Linked DNA regions of Gossypium hirsutum: region 1 is linked to region 2. A link is a contact called in public Hi-C data. All regions are on one chromosome and are shown on one strand. Each heading gives the region's core, a stretch centred on a gene start, on an enhancer-like site or on the middle of the called end of the contact. The rest is flanking DNA. Distances are from core to core; before and after follow the strand shown. Region 1 holds the start of LOC107900942 (abscisic acid receptor PYL9). Region 2 has its middle 14 kb from the start of LOC121220641.

Region 1 (7,600 bases), core at 1,193-3,692, 35 kb after region 2:
TAATAATAATAATAATATGTATTCATCTGATATTCTAATAAATGATTTTATGCACTAGTTTTTTAGGGTAGATTTTATACCGAGTACACTTCGTTAAAACATAAGTTACATAAATTTATTTTTAAAAGCTTTGCTATATTCAACCCTTTTATAACAAGCAAATTGTTTGTCAAAATTTTAAATTTTATAGAGAAATACTTATTATGTAATTATAACAATATTTGAAATTTACATCTTATTAATTTTTTAAAAAATTTTAAATTATAATATATTAATAATATCAATAAGGAGATCCAAATTATATCTTAATTAAGATTTATTTTTTTATTTCACTTAAAAATATAAACAATTTCACTAAAATTTGAGATAAAAGGTTGTTATAGAAAACTAAATTAGTATATGAAGTGTACATACTTTTTAGTTGTTTATTGTTATAAATGAAAAGTTGTTATAAAGGGTAAAAATAAAATACAAAAAATCATATCTATAACAAACTTGACTATGATAATGAAATATTATTATAGAGTGTGGCTGTTATAGAGAAGGCTCACTGTAAATCATTAATTGATTCATTGATAATATATAAAAGGATAAATTATACTGACAATCACTCAACTTTGGACTCAATGACAAAACAGTCACTCAACTTTCAAAAAATAACAAATAAGTCATACTAACCATTTTTTGTTACAGACGTAACGGAAAGTTGACTTGTCACCCCAATGTGTAAATGACCCAAATTTAAAACCCTAGCTAGGCTGGGCAGTAAAAGAAAAAGCAGAAGAAGAGAAAAATTTTAGAGTGGTTCAACAACAGCATGAGGCTGTGGATTTCAATGACGGCGGTAGAGCAAGCTTCACAAAGAACAATTCTGGTGACTAGAATGATCAAGAGTTTTTCTTCTCTGTATCTGGCTAAATGCACCTCTAATCTCTGTTTGAAAACTCGTATAACATTGCCTTATTCTGTGTTGGGGAAATGAGAAGAATTGCAAGAAAATGAGGAAGAAGAATAAGAGAAAACAAAGGTGACACGCAGAGTAGAGGCAACAGTAACAACAATGTCTATGGTAGTGGCAAGGATTAGCGAACTTAAAAATGCCATAGCTTTTTTTTGGCATCTCCATTTCTTCTCTTCTTCTTCTTCTTCTTCTTCTTCTTCTTCTTCTTTTTCTTCTTCTTCTTATTGTTAACTAGCCACGGTCAATGGCTCAGATCATAGAGGATTCATACCAGATGCTTTGGACATAGAATCTACCATGGTTTAAGGATAAAATGATGTGATTGTTGCTGTTGCAATCGAGTTCGAACTGATGGTCGTCGCAGTTGGGAGGTTGGGTTGCAATATTTGTTTCTGGTTTTGGCGACACAAGATTGCAACTGTGGTTTGGCAACACAACAATGGCTAGTCAAATCTTCCCATGCCAAAACCCAAACTAGATTCTAGTAATTCAAAACCCTAACTAGATTTTGGTAATTTGAAATCCAAACCACGAGGGCATAGATTGGGAGTTGTGGTTTGAAAAAGTCTAGTTTCAGAATGGCAGAATTTGGAGACAAAATGTTAGTGGCCACGTCAGCTAATTGAGTTAATTAGGTTTCCATCGTGGCTAGTTAACTGGCCACATCAACTAGTTAACGAGCCACATCACCTATCCCGTTTGGTCTGTAATGAAAAATGTCAATGGGTGATTGATTTTTAACTTTACAATAACGTTTGTGGTTGATTTGTTATTTTTTAAAAGTTGAGTGACTGTTTTGTCATTGAGATCAAAGTTGAGTAATTGTTGGTATAACTTACCCTATATAAAATTATACATAATCAATACATCACATATATATACTAGTTTCTTTAACAAGTGATGCACGAATTAATTATATTTATTAATTAAAATATATTAAATTATTTTATAATTTTTGCATAAATTTTCTATAAAATATAGTAAAGAAATTTCTATATAATATCTCACAGATAAAATATTTTAAAATTAATTGAAATATTTTAAAGTAAAGTTATTTTTATTGATATTATATATTTAAAGTGAATTAATATTATAATAGTAAAATAGTAAAATATTTAAAGTTTAATTAATTACTTTAATTTTTTTATGGTTGTGAAATATTTTTTTATAATACGAATAATATTTCTCAAAATGGATTTCACGTTAATTTAATTTAAAAGATTTTGATATGTCAATGGATGAAACTATCCAAGTACAAAAATAGAAAATATCTGTCACGTTAAAAGATCTTAAATGTTGTGTATGATGCTAGATTAAGGAACATTCACGTGAGTTAATTATATAATAAATTTACTAAAATTGATATAAAATTTTTTTATGTTATTTATTTCCATTTTACTGTTTACATTTGAGTTGATTTGAATTTTATGATTTTAAAAATTTATTTAAATATAAAATAAGAAAAGTATCTCAAAATATTTGCTATTTTACAAAAATGGAGAGGTAACAGGGTATAGACAAGTGAAAGAACAGAGAAAAACCTTGATTTAATTACGGAAAGTAAGAGGCTGAGCCTGGTCCCAACCAAACGCCTGAAACCTAAACCAAAAGCAAAAGGCTAAAGAGTAAGGCCCCCTTCCCTTTGTTGACATCCTCACCAAATCTCTTGCTTTTCTTCTCTCTTGCTACTCTCCTCTAATTTTTCACCTTCTGATTTGTTTAAAGAGGCAAACAACACAACTCGTTTTTATCCTTATATATCAGTTTGGGAAAAAAGGTAGAAGAAATGAACGGTGATGATGCTCAGAGTATGATGGAATCCCAGTACATACAGAGACATCACAGGCACAACATCAGAGACGACCAGTGCACCTCTGCTCTTGTTAAACACATCAAAGCTCCTGTTCATCTCGTAAGTTCCTCAGTTTGAGACTCCTCTATAATTTCCCCCTTTTCCCCCATTTGTTCGTTTTTCTCGCCGCCGTTTAGGCCGTTGACACGTTTTTCTTTCTACTCTCCTATGGATCTGCTGAAACCCAAATCTATTCTCTTTGTTTTGTTACCCAAAAGTCAAATCAAATCTGTGTTCTTGGTCGAAAATTAACCCCCCCCCAAAAAAAAGAAAAGTAAACCTACGAGTATGTATTGTCTCTGCTTTTTTCTATTTTTTCACTGATAAAAAAAGAAAAAAAAAAGAACCCAGACTATTTTAGCCAAGATTATGAATTTCTGTTAACTCGATGGTTCGTAAATGTCTGATTTTAACGATGGGTTTGTTGTTCTGTTTCTGTTTTCTTTAACTATGGATAGGTATGGTCATTGGTAAGGAGATTTGACCAGCCGCAAAAGTACAAGCCCTTCGTCAGCAGGTGTATAATGAAAGGGGACCTCGGGATCGGCAGTGTTAGAGAGGTCAACGTCAAGTCCGGACTTCCGGCAACCACCAGCACCGAACGGTTGGAACTTCTCGATGACGAAGAACACATTTTAGGCATCAAAATCGTCGGCGGCGACCACCGTCTTAGGGTACAAAATACTAACGTTTCTTTCTCCCTTAACACTTGTTTTCTGTGTCACGGTACTCATTTTGTTGACTGCAGAATTATTCTTCGATCATGACGGTGCATCCCGAGGTTATTGAAGGAAGGCCAGGTACAATGGTGATCGAATCGTTCGTCGTGGATGTGCCGGAAGGGAACACCACGGACGAAACTTGTTACTTCGTGGAAGCTTTGATCCGATGTAACCTGAAATCGTTAGCCGATGTTTCAGAGAGGATGGCTGTGATGGACCAGACAGAGCCTATCAACCGATACTAACTGAAAAAGGTGGAATTGTGATGACCAAAAGAAAAAGACTAATCTTTAGGAGTTTGTGATATATGATCATCTTTCACTTTGTTATGGAACACTCTTTTAACACCCTTTTGGTTCTTAGTTTAAATGCATGAGTAAGTAGTTTATCTATGAGACATCCGAATTCATTACAAGCCTCCAAAACTACGGTCTTATTTGTAAATATTTAAGATTAAGAAGAGATGGGAGAATTTTAATTCCATTTCCCATATTTGTAGCAGCAGCCAGGCCCAGCAGGATGAATTTGGAGAAACCATTTGAAGTACAGATATGTTTTATGATGGTGTCTATTTTTAGTAGTCTCTTGTTGGGATCATTTTTGGTATTGCTGCTAGTTTTCATTTTTGGAAACTTAAAAAGTAGATATTTGTTGAGTAGAGTTCTCAGCCTATTGATTTGAGTGCAGAAAAGTGTGGGTACACCATGGAAATGCACCAAGATTAGCTTTTTCTGAGTCATAATGTTGCACAGCACGTTAACTGATCAAAAACATCTTGTGATGATCTTTGTTTAAAGTAAAAGACCTACCTTGGTGGAAACTGGAAAGACTTTTGCATTTTCTGCAACAAATCAACTTCAAACACGTGAGAATGGAAGTTGGAAGAGTGAGAGCACGTCATAGAAAGTTGGTAAAACATAATAATTATCATTTCATATCCTGGAAACTTGTAAGGATGTAACGCTTCTAGTTTTGAAGCTGTAACGATGTCATTGGTTGGTTCCATTAAAATGTTTTCTTGTGCTTTCTATAAATGAAGATAAGTGGCTAACGAGCTTCACGTTTCGTCTTAATCCGGGTTGTACCCTTTTCCATACCCGTGTATTTAATGATGTAATTGTTTCCAAGAGGATTTGTAATGGAGGAAGAAGATCGAAGGGACGGATCTTTTTACTCACTTAAGATCGGAATGTAAACACTAACATAAGGCCTCTAAGACATTGTTGCCACAAGCATTCCACTTGGGAAATCTCTAGGTTCGGCTGTCCAGCATTTTCAAAATCAAATATATATGCTGCCATTGTTCTATATAGCATTTTAAATATTGCAAATTTAATCTCTTTCACTAAAATAGTATTGTTTTACAAAATAAATTATATTATTTTGAGAATGGTCTTATATTAAAAACCTAATAAGATTTGAACATGAACATTATGTGTTTAAACATTTTTATTATTTTTATATCAAATTTTATAAATTATAATTTTCATTTACATCGTAGACGTATTATAATATATTTTTCATTATAGGTACAACAGTTTTTATAATGTTTTGGTCTGTTTATGAAATATTTTAAAAAATAGACAATTCTACTAGTAAAGTCCTGAAATTTTGTAAGATTTCGCAATTTCTTCTTACAAATATGACTAAATATTTCAAACAAACTTTTTTCCCCCTTTCAATTAAAACATTAAAACAGATTAACTGATATAATAAAACTTCCCAACAAATGGTACATAAAATAAAGTTTGCATTTAACACACAATTAATACATAAATGTCCACCATACAAGCTCAGACCTTGTTAAAAGTTTTTAAAAATAAATATAATAACTGATGGTGCATTAAATACAAACCAATTGTGGAATATCTTTACAAACATAATAAAACTCCCCCAAGGCATTGTTTGTTGTTTCAAATTTAGATGGTCAATACTCCATTTCTTTCGTGTGATTAAATATGATATTAATATATTTTATATTTATTTAAATTTGGTGTAGTTCAAAATATAAATTTTAAATATTATTCAAGCTCATCTATATTTATAAATGACTAATTTAATCTCATTTTAACTTGTTCATAATATTTTTTAAATTATTTTAAAAACATTTATATTATTTTTAATTTAATATTTAATAAATTTATATATTTTGCATTTATTAAATTTGTTTATATAGACAACTTAACTTTTTTTAATATGTTTATATTATAGTAATATGTTACTATAGATTTAATTTTTATGTGTTATACATAATATAATATATTACAAAAATATGAAAATAGTTCGATTTAGGTCAAACTATGGTCTTCAATGCTTGGGCCCAAGCCTGGCCCTATCTAAATTGACCTACTATTTGGGTCAAGCCTATTTTTCAAGATCAATATTTTGTCCAAACTCTCGTAAATTTTGTGTTAATTGATTTTAAATATGGGATACTTAAACATTTAAACACCTAATTAAAAAAAAACTAAAATCTAATTAATAACACATGTTAAACTTCGGCAAAAGTAGATTATCAATTTTATCAATGGATTTTGATTTTTAAACTACACTAATAAAGAACTAGATTCCTTAAATTAGATACAGAAGGACTAAATTAAGAAAAAAAAAAGACAAGTAAAGGAAGTGAGACATATTTAGAGCCACAAAAGTATGAAAGAAAACACAACTTTGCTGCGATTAGCAATATCTAAGAAAAAGCACAAATGTGACTTGAACCGCACAACAAACAAACAATCGTCAACATGGCCAAAAAAGATGTTATTATGGTAGTTAGTATAGAAGTAATAGTAAACAAATATTATCATGGTTAATCTAATATTTTATATTTGCAGCAAATTTGGTGTCTTCCACAAGCTTGCATTTCTTCAATGAGCCTTCAAAATATAAAAACTTGAAATACAGTAAAACAACATCATGTATATAAGGTGATGGACGCGTAAAATCATGTCAACTTTTCTTTACTCTCTTCCAAGACTTCGAACTATGATTGTTTTCATATAGCAGCTTGAAGCCTTTGGAAGAGAGTAAAAAAGGGTTGCATGTACATCCCCAAACATCTCTTAGCTATTTCACTTGAGTAAGGGGTGGCCTCATGAGGTCCCTTTTATAGGGCAGAATTGGAGCCGAAATGCCATAGGAGGAGTACTCCATTCATCTAAACAAGGAATAAAGTGGTTTTTGGCATCTTAGTGATGTCCATTGTCCTTGTTAAATTCACGCAAGAATAATTCGGAAATATCCATATTGAATGGAATATATGACCAATCCCAAAACCAGGATATTGCCCACCAAGATTCTCCTCCAAACATCACTGCTAAGATCAATGCATTAAAGTAATCATAGTAATGAAAGCAAGCAACATTCTTGGTAACATATAAGACAAATCAACCCAAATGAAATGAAGTATTATTTTTATATATATATATATATGAATAAAGCATACATCTACCATTAAAGGTAAATACCACTGAAGCTTATTGATAAACTTAAAAGAGAATAAAGTATTGTTTCACGAGTGGAGCTTTAAAAAATGTAAAAGAATCAAAATAGAAAAATCTTTTATGTCTCTTAATTCCATGGAGGAAACGCTTGAAGATTTTTTATTAAATAAATTAATCCAAAACAAAAAATAGAATCATATAAATAAATAAATAAATATATATATATATATATCATATAACTAGTTTTCTATCCGTGACGTATGAGTTGCGTTACGACATATTAATTAAAACTATTAATAAAATAAATTTTGAAAAATATAAACAACTTTAAATTGTACTTAAGCTTTTGAAAGATAATATATTTGTAATATTATGAATATAATTTATGTTTTAATTGTGAGGAAAAAATTTGAAAGATAAAATTTTTATAATATGTGTATATATAATTAATGATTCAAAATTTTAATATATATATTTATATGATATGGGTAATTTTATAAAATAAATTTTAAAATAAATTTTATTTTTTAATTTTATGATAATTAAATAATATTTATTTTTATGATAATATTATTTATCCTTATGATAAATATTATATTATGTTTTACTTTTGAATTTTAAA
Region 2 (6,866 bases), core at 2,898-5,397:
ATTAAATTACTTACAGGCATACACCCAAAGTCACTGAACCTTAAAGCTCTTCAATGGAGATTTTAAGTTTGGTTTTTTGGTGGAATATCAATAAGGAAGATGATATGCTATTCTTATTTTATGTTTTTACTTTATTATATTTATTTTAACATTAAAATTAATGTATAAAATGTAACAAAACATCCACTAATTGACCTACCATAATAAAAATGGTCTATTTGCCTTATAAATCCTTAAACAAACCTTAATTGTACACTTTAGCGAATAATAATCAATAGTGATGAAGTTTTACATCTTTTATGATTTAGTCATTTTTCTTTAATTAACTAAACAATCGTTAAAATTACCAGACCAAAACTTGACTCAACTCTATATTAGACTAGTAAATATTTTACTGACTTGATCATCGAAAATGGGGGTTCTGAACCACCATTTTCTGTACCATTGAAAAGTGGGATGTTACAGATAAATAACCTAGAAACTATGCAACTGTGAGAATATTTAGAATTGATATTATAATTGCTTCCATTGAAGAAGATGTGATTGCGAACTAACCTCCAGCTGACTCTTCAAAGAAACGAAAAGAAAGGGTTGAGTTAAGTAGATCAAAGAAGCCGATGTCGAAACAAAAAAGGAAAAAGCACAAGCACAAGGCTACTTTTGGGGCTCAACCCTGTTTTCCCCAAATGTTAAAAGAGATGATCAAAGACATGGATGGAAACGAAGAGAAACTAATTATACAAAAGACAATCTACAAAACTAATTTGAGAAAGCACCATAGATGTCTCTCCATAGCCATGAATTGAGTCGAGGTCAAGTTTCTTACAGATGAAGAGACAAGTGCATTGAAACAAAGTACTAAGGAGGGGATAGAAGCATTAGTGATTGAGCCATGTTTGAAAACCAGGGACATGAGTTTGAGAATATGGGACATGCCAAAGCCAAAAAGCCTTTTCAGCTCCCTCTATGTCTTAATAATTAGGTGGAAATCAGTGGTAGAAGGTAATTACTTGAAGGTACGTGATGTGGTTCAAGTGTGGTCATTTTAGGTCAATTCCAAACTATGTTTTGCACTCATAATTGTTCCTTGAATAAGGAAGACGAAGCTAGATTTTAGGTTGGACTGGAGTTGTTCCAAATTTAAGGTTGTTGTAATTTTATTTGGCATTATTTCTTAATTTTTTGAATTTCTAGTATTGAAAACATCTATCAATCCATGCAACTCTTTTCTTTTCTTTTTCTTTATTTTTTCAATCTAATTCACATGTTTATAATATCTAAAAAATATTCTACTGCAATTGTTTGTTGACAAAAAATGCATATAAATATAAGAGAAATCAATAAAAAATATTTCTTAACAATATTTGGCATGTAAAATGTGTTGATTTCGAGATATATATAGGATGTATTGGCATATGTCTCATTATTTTTTACATGATACAGATAGGAAATATATATACATATATAATTCAACGACGCGAGATAAAGATAATTCAATGTCCCTTTGAACACCGTCCCAATTGTTGAAGTACCAATTAGGTTGCTGAAATCTTGGCAGGCTGTAGCTTTGTTACACTTGAAATGCCATTTTGCTGCAGCTATCAACAAATAACTAATAATATTTTTAAATTTTATGAAATTAAAGGACATGTACTCCTAATCTTTATTTGGAAATTTTAGGATTTTTACACTTGAAAGTTAAAATCTGCAAACTAAACATAATATATCTAAGTAGGAGACTGAATATCGAAAGATGAACCATTTTTTTGTGGATCATTTCTCATGCATACACATCCAAAGTTCCTTAGTCAAGAAAGGCACATAACAGATAGAGAAATGACAACCATTGGATTTTGTTGCAATTGAATGTAATTTGACTTTAGTTGCTCTGACAATGAATTTGTTTGTTTTAGGTTACATTTTAGTCACTTATGTTTGAAATGTTACGTTCTAGACACTTACGTTATCATGTTGTAACATTTTAGTCACTGAGCGTTAATTTTCGTTAACAGTGTAATGGTAAGCTAATGTGGCACGTTAAATCATCATTTCAAACGAAAATTTTAAGTTAAATAATATAATTGGTCCCTATAATTTTTTCGTTTTGCGCAATTGAATTTTTTTTCTTTCATGTTCTTTCAACTTTCATTTTTTTTTTCCATTCTCTTCTCCTCCCTCTGTTTACTTCCCTTCTCCATTTCTTTTAACGTAGTTTTTCTATGTTTTCCCTTTGTTAAAATAAGTCTCTATACTTTTATTTTTTGAACAATTTAATTTTTTTTCTTTTTATTTCTTTATTTTCCTTTTCTTCTCCCCCTTTATTTTTCTCTCTCCTCATATTTTTCACTACAGAAACATAATATTTGCCCACTAAATAAATCAAGCCCTTGTTTCTTTCACATGATTCCTAAATTGAATTTCACTCAAAACCGAATATCAATGATTCTTAATCAAATCTCAATTTGAATATAACATAATTTTGAAACTAAAATTAAATCTAACTAATCAATATAAAAAATCATATAATTAATCAAATCTAAACATAAATTGAATTTTTTTTATATTCAAAACATTTTTTTTGTTTCCAAACTTTTACAAAATTGTGTAGATTATTCATTTCCTTTTATTTTATTTTCTATCGAATAAAATTAAGCAAATGATAAAATTGATCTAAATCTTCTTGGATATTCTTAAGAAAGCTTGATTGGAACTCGAGTATGAATGAACCGAAGAGAGAAAGGGAGCATGGAACCAAACTGGTTTGGGTAAAGTTGAGGGTAAGTTTAGTATAGTGATCGTTTTAGTCTTTGAGAGTTTAGAGCTCGTTTGAAGAATCCGTAAAATAATGTATTTTTGAGAGGGCGAGAATGTGGTAGGTAAGATAGATAATGTGGTCATGCGGGTTGTTTAGGAGGTTAAGGGAATAGACTCGGGAAGCTTTGTTGAGGGTGGATTGCCATAAGTAACGACTGGCGAGGTCTTCAAGTGAGGCAAGCTTGTAGGCTAGGTTATTGAGAGATCCAAATTAGTTCGTTAAAGCGATGATGGATGATAAGGGTTTGTAATTGTGAGGTGAGAATATGCGAAGCAAGTTTTATTTTGGTTTTAGCTTTCACCTTTTATTTTTTCATAAACATAAAAAAATTTTAACAAATGGAAAACATAGAAAAACTACGTTAAAAGAGATGGAGAATGGAGGAAAATAGAGGGAGAAGCATAAGAGAAAGGAAAATAAAGGAAAAAAAAAGAAAAGTTAAAAGAACATAAAAGAAAAATAATTAAATTGCTCAAAACGAAAAAATATAGGGACCAATTGTATAATTTAACCTAAAATTTTTGTCTAAAATGATGATTTAATGTGCCACGTCAGCTTACCTTTACCTCGTTAACAATAATTAACGGCTTGGTGACTAAAATGTTACAACACGTTAACGTAAGTGACTAAAACGTAACATTTCAAATATAAATGACTAAAATGTAAAGTGAGGTAAACAAAAGTAACTATTTTGAGAGTTTACCCTTTAAAAAATTATCTTATTTTTTTGTAAAAGGGATAATTACAAAAACTGATATTAAACTTCTCCTTCCCACAAGCATCATCTTGGAGCAAAGGTCTAAGATTCAATGATGATTCCTTTAAATGTATCACCCTCACAGGCGAAGCATGGGCCAAATTTGTCAAGTGATCAGCACATTTATTATCTTCACGTTAAGATATGTTGAATTTCCATGACCCATTTTATTTGATAAAATCTAAGCAATTTTTAATTAATGTCTCCATTGAATGATAATTCTTATAAAGTCTCTTCAAGAATTCAACCACCAACAAAACATGGAGCTCGAATATTAAATGCACTCCACTTAAGGACTTCGAAAGATATAGACATGCACAGACACCCCAAAATTCAGCATGAACACTATCAGTCACGCCTATATTCAACATAAAATCCCCCCAATCTAATCTTTGTTTTCGTTTCACAAGAGACCACCTGTCGAAGCCATCGGGAGCCATAATTAACCACTCCATCCGTATTCAAGAGACAAGTCCCAACAGGTGGTTTGTTCCACTAGAATTAGCATAACCCTTGAGTGATTCTTGGTGTAGCAAGACCCGAAGCTTTAATGGTACCAACTGCAAGCTTTTGGGCATAATTTAACACTTGCACCCTAGACGTGTATTGGCCTTAAAAGACATACTTGTTGCGGCACTTCCAAAGGCTCCACCAGGCAGTAGTAAAGAGGACGCCCCAAGGTACATTAAAATTAGCCATCATAGAGTCACGACAGTTCTGTTGCAGCCAATCATTGAAAGGCAGGGAGAAAATTTATTGTTGCCGCTGCGTTACACGAAGCGCTAACCGTAGTTCAGTAGTAGCCAATCACTAACGAAATATGTGATCAAGAGATTCCATGACAGCACCATATACAATGCAAGCTGCATTATCCAATCTAGAAACGTACTTGGATCGTGTTTAATCAATTGAAGTAAGCCAACCAAATAAAGAATCTAATCCGTTCTGGACAGTGCAGATGCAGTCAAGTCTTAACTCCGTAACTGATGGTTCCTCAAGTCCCGTTAGCACATTATAAGCTGATCCCACCGAATATTTACCATCACTCTCCAAACCCCAGCAAACATTATCCGGAGTATGACAACGATCCATTATTGGCAATGGGACTACATTGATTTCAAGAGCAGCCCTACGTGATAACTCACCTAAAATGGGTTCTTAACCCTAGTGGTCATTGACAGATATGAAGTCCACAACCTTTTTCGTCACCCACCCACCAATGTTCTAAAAGTTAATACGGAGTCTATTACCCACTTTCTATTTACAACCTTGCGATAACATTACCCGAGTCCTTAAGAGGCCTCGTCAAGTGGATGAAGCATTTGCTTTCAACTCTTCCTCCTTGAAAGATGTGTTATGCATCTATTTCTGCCTGAAAACTTGGCACCAAAGAGCATCATGATCCGTAAGCAATCGCCAACCAGCCTTGGCAAGCATGGCTAAATTATTAAGTCTAGCCTTCCGTAGCCCTCTTCGAACGACATACTTGATCCACTTCACTAGATACTTATGGGTCGAATTGGTAGAGCCACCCAATAAGTTTCAATTAAGGCAGTCTAATTGATCACAAGTTGCAATTAGCAAAAGAGCAAATTGCATCACATAAAGAGGAATGGCACCAGTGGTAGACTAAATTTATACTTTCATCCCCACCGGTGAGATCGCACTTTACCTTTCCAATCTCCAAGTTTCTTCATAACTCGATCCATTAGATGTGTATACGATTCTTTAGTTAATCTTTTATGAAATATAAGAACTCCTAAGTAGTTGCCTAAATCATCCATAAGAGGAATACCACATACGGAACTTAGATTCATTGTTGTAACGAGGTGACACGAAAAATTTCAACTTCTCTAAATTAATGGTCATACATGAAGAGGAGCCAAATTCGTGTAGAAAATAATGAACCATTCGTATTTGGCCTGCATTCACTTTTACAAATAAAAGTAAGCCATCTCAAAAAACAAATACAACAATGATGATCCTTGTCATGCAACTAAAATATTAAAGAACTAAAATATAAATAAAAGCATATAATATAGACGCATTAATAGTTAAGAAGACATATAAAATGTAAACTAAATTCAAAAATATTAAAAGCAAGGATTAAATAAAAAAATTAGAACTACGAATTAAGGCTAGAATTAAATTAAATTTTAAAATTGAGGGACCAAAATAAGAAATATCGCAAAACACAATAGTTGCTTCTCTCCCCACCCACGCAAGTTCGAAGGTTTGCAGAGTATCGCTGGTTCTTTTATTATTTTAATAATTATTGATAATGATTATTTCGTGTGACACCCAAAATTATTATAGCTTTTGATAAATAATTTATAACCCATGTTATTTTAGAAATTAATTTTATTTTCATATTAACTATACTATATATAAAATAATTGACTATGAATTAGTATCACAAGTTAATTGAATACAAGTTTAATTAAGGGTTAATAATATTATTATAAAGATATTTTTATAGAGCTTTTAAATAAAATAATAAAAAATATTATTTAAGAATTAAATATAAAATTATCTTGCCACTCTCATTTGTTGAAATATTTTTATAAATATATTTTTAATATAAAATTCATGAGATAAAATCTAATTTTAATTTTTAAAAAAACCTAATATGTTAAGCCTATAAATAACAAAAATAAAAATAAAAGAGGTTTTCCCCGATGAGGTCAGCCCGTCAACCGGAAACGTCTGACCGAAGTGAATGTTTTTAGAGACAAAAATTACCCCATTGGTTTATTGTTTCAACACTGTGGAGAGATATTTTAATTACGGCAACAGCATCATAATCTTTAACATCGTTTTGGACGGTGCATCGTACATAGAATAATTTGATCTAATTTAATTACACTTTGACTTTAACCAGTCAAAACCCAAAGAAAAGTTCATAATAATAATAGGAAATAAAGAAATCCACTCACCTGTACGGACAAGTCAGAATATGATTGTAGGATTGTATGTTAAAAGGAAAGTAAATTTTTGTACTAAATCCGTATTAATTTAACGTTAATAAAAATAACCAATTAATGATTTTTGTTGTTGGCCGTTTTCAAAATGAACAAATCAATCGTGACATCTGGTAGTTTCTTATTTAATTTAATATTTTTATAAAATATTAAAAAAATAAAAAATTGATATAAACTTATAAAAAATTATTAATATTATAAAAATTATAACAAATTAATAAAAAACAATAAAATTATTAAAAACATATTTAAAATTCTATAAAAAATATTAAAATTCTATAAAAAAAATCATAAGCATTATAAAAAATTATAA

What was found. A called contact is a pair of places that touch in the nucleus more often than the background predicts.
Region 1: a Hi-C map of leaf shows a contact between it and region 2, with 2.7 times the contacts expected there. The contact joins the promoter of LOC107900942 here to the enhancer-like site in region 2. A contact is called at or near these places in 8 of 34 Hi-C or Micro-C datasets (callus, cotyledon, leaf and 1 more).

The regions. Positions count from the first base shown.
Region 1 is chrD08:49,506,295-49,513,894 of Gossypium_hirsutum_v2.1, forward strand. It overlaps LOC107900942 (abscisic acid receptor PYL9), which reads left to right and starts at 2,443. Exons shown (of 3, transcript XM_016826735.2): 1 at 2,443-2,873; 2 at 3,272-3,487; 3 at 3,562-4,081. The coding sequence starts at 2,748. The coding sequence ends at 3,780.
Region 2 is chrD08:49,470,029-49,476,894 of Gossypium_hirsutum_v2.1, forward strand. No RefSeq gene overlaps it. Among protein-coding and RNA genes, the nearest start is that of LOC121220641, 14 kb to the left of the region's middle. Within about 2 kb of position 4,148, at least 1 of the 9 cell types and tissues checked has an H3K27ac peak or open chromatin away from gene starts, as enhancers often do. A contact at or near this core is called in cotyledon, where this site is marked.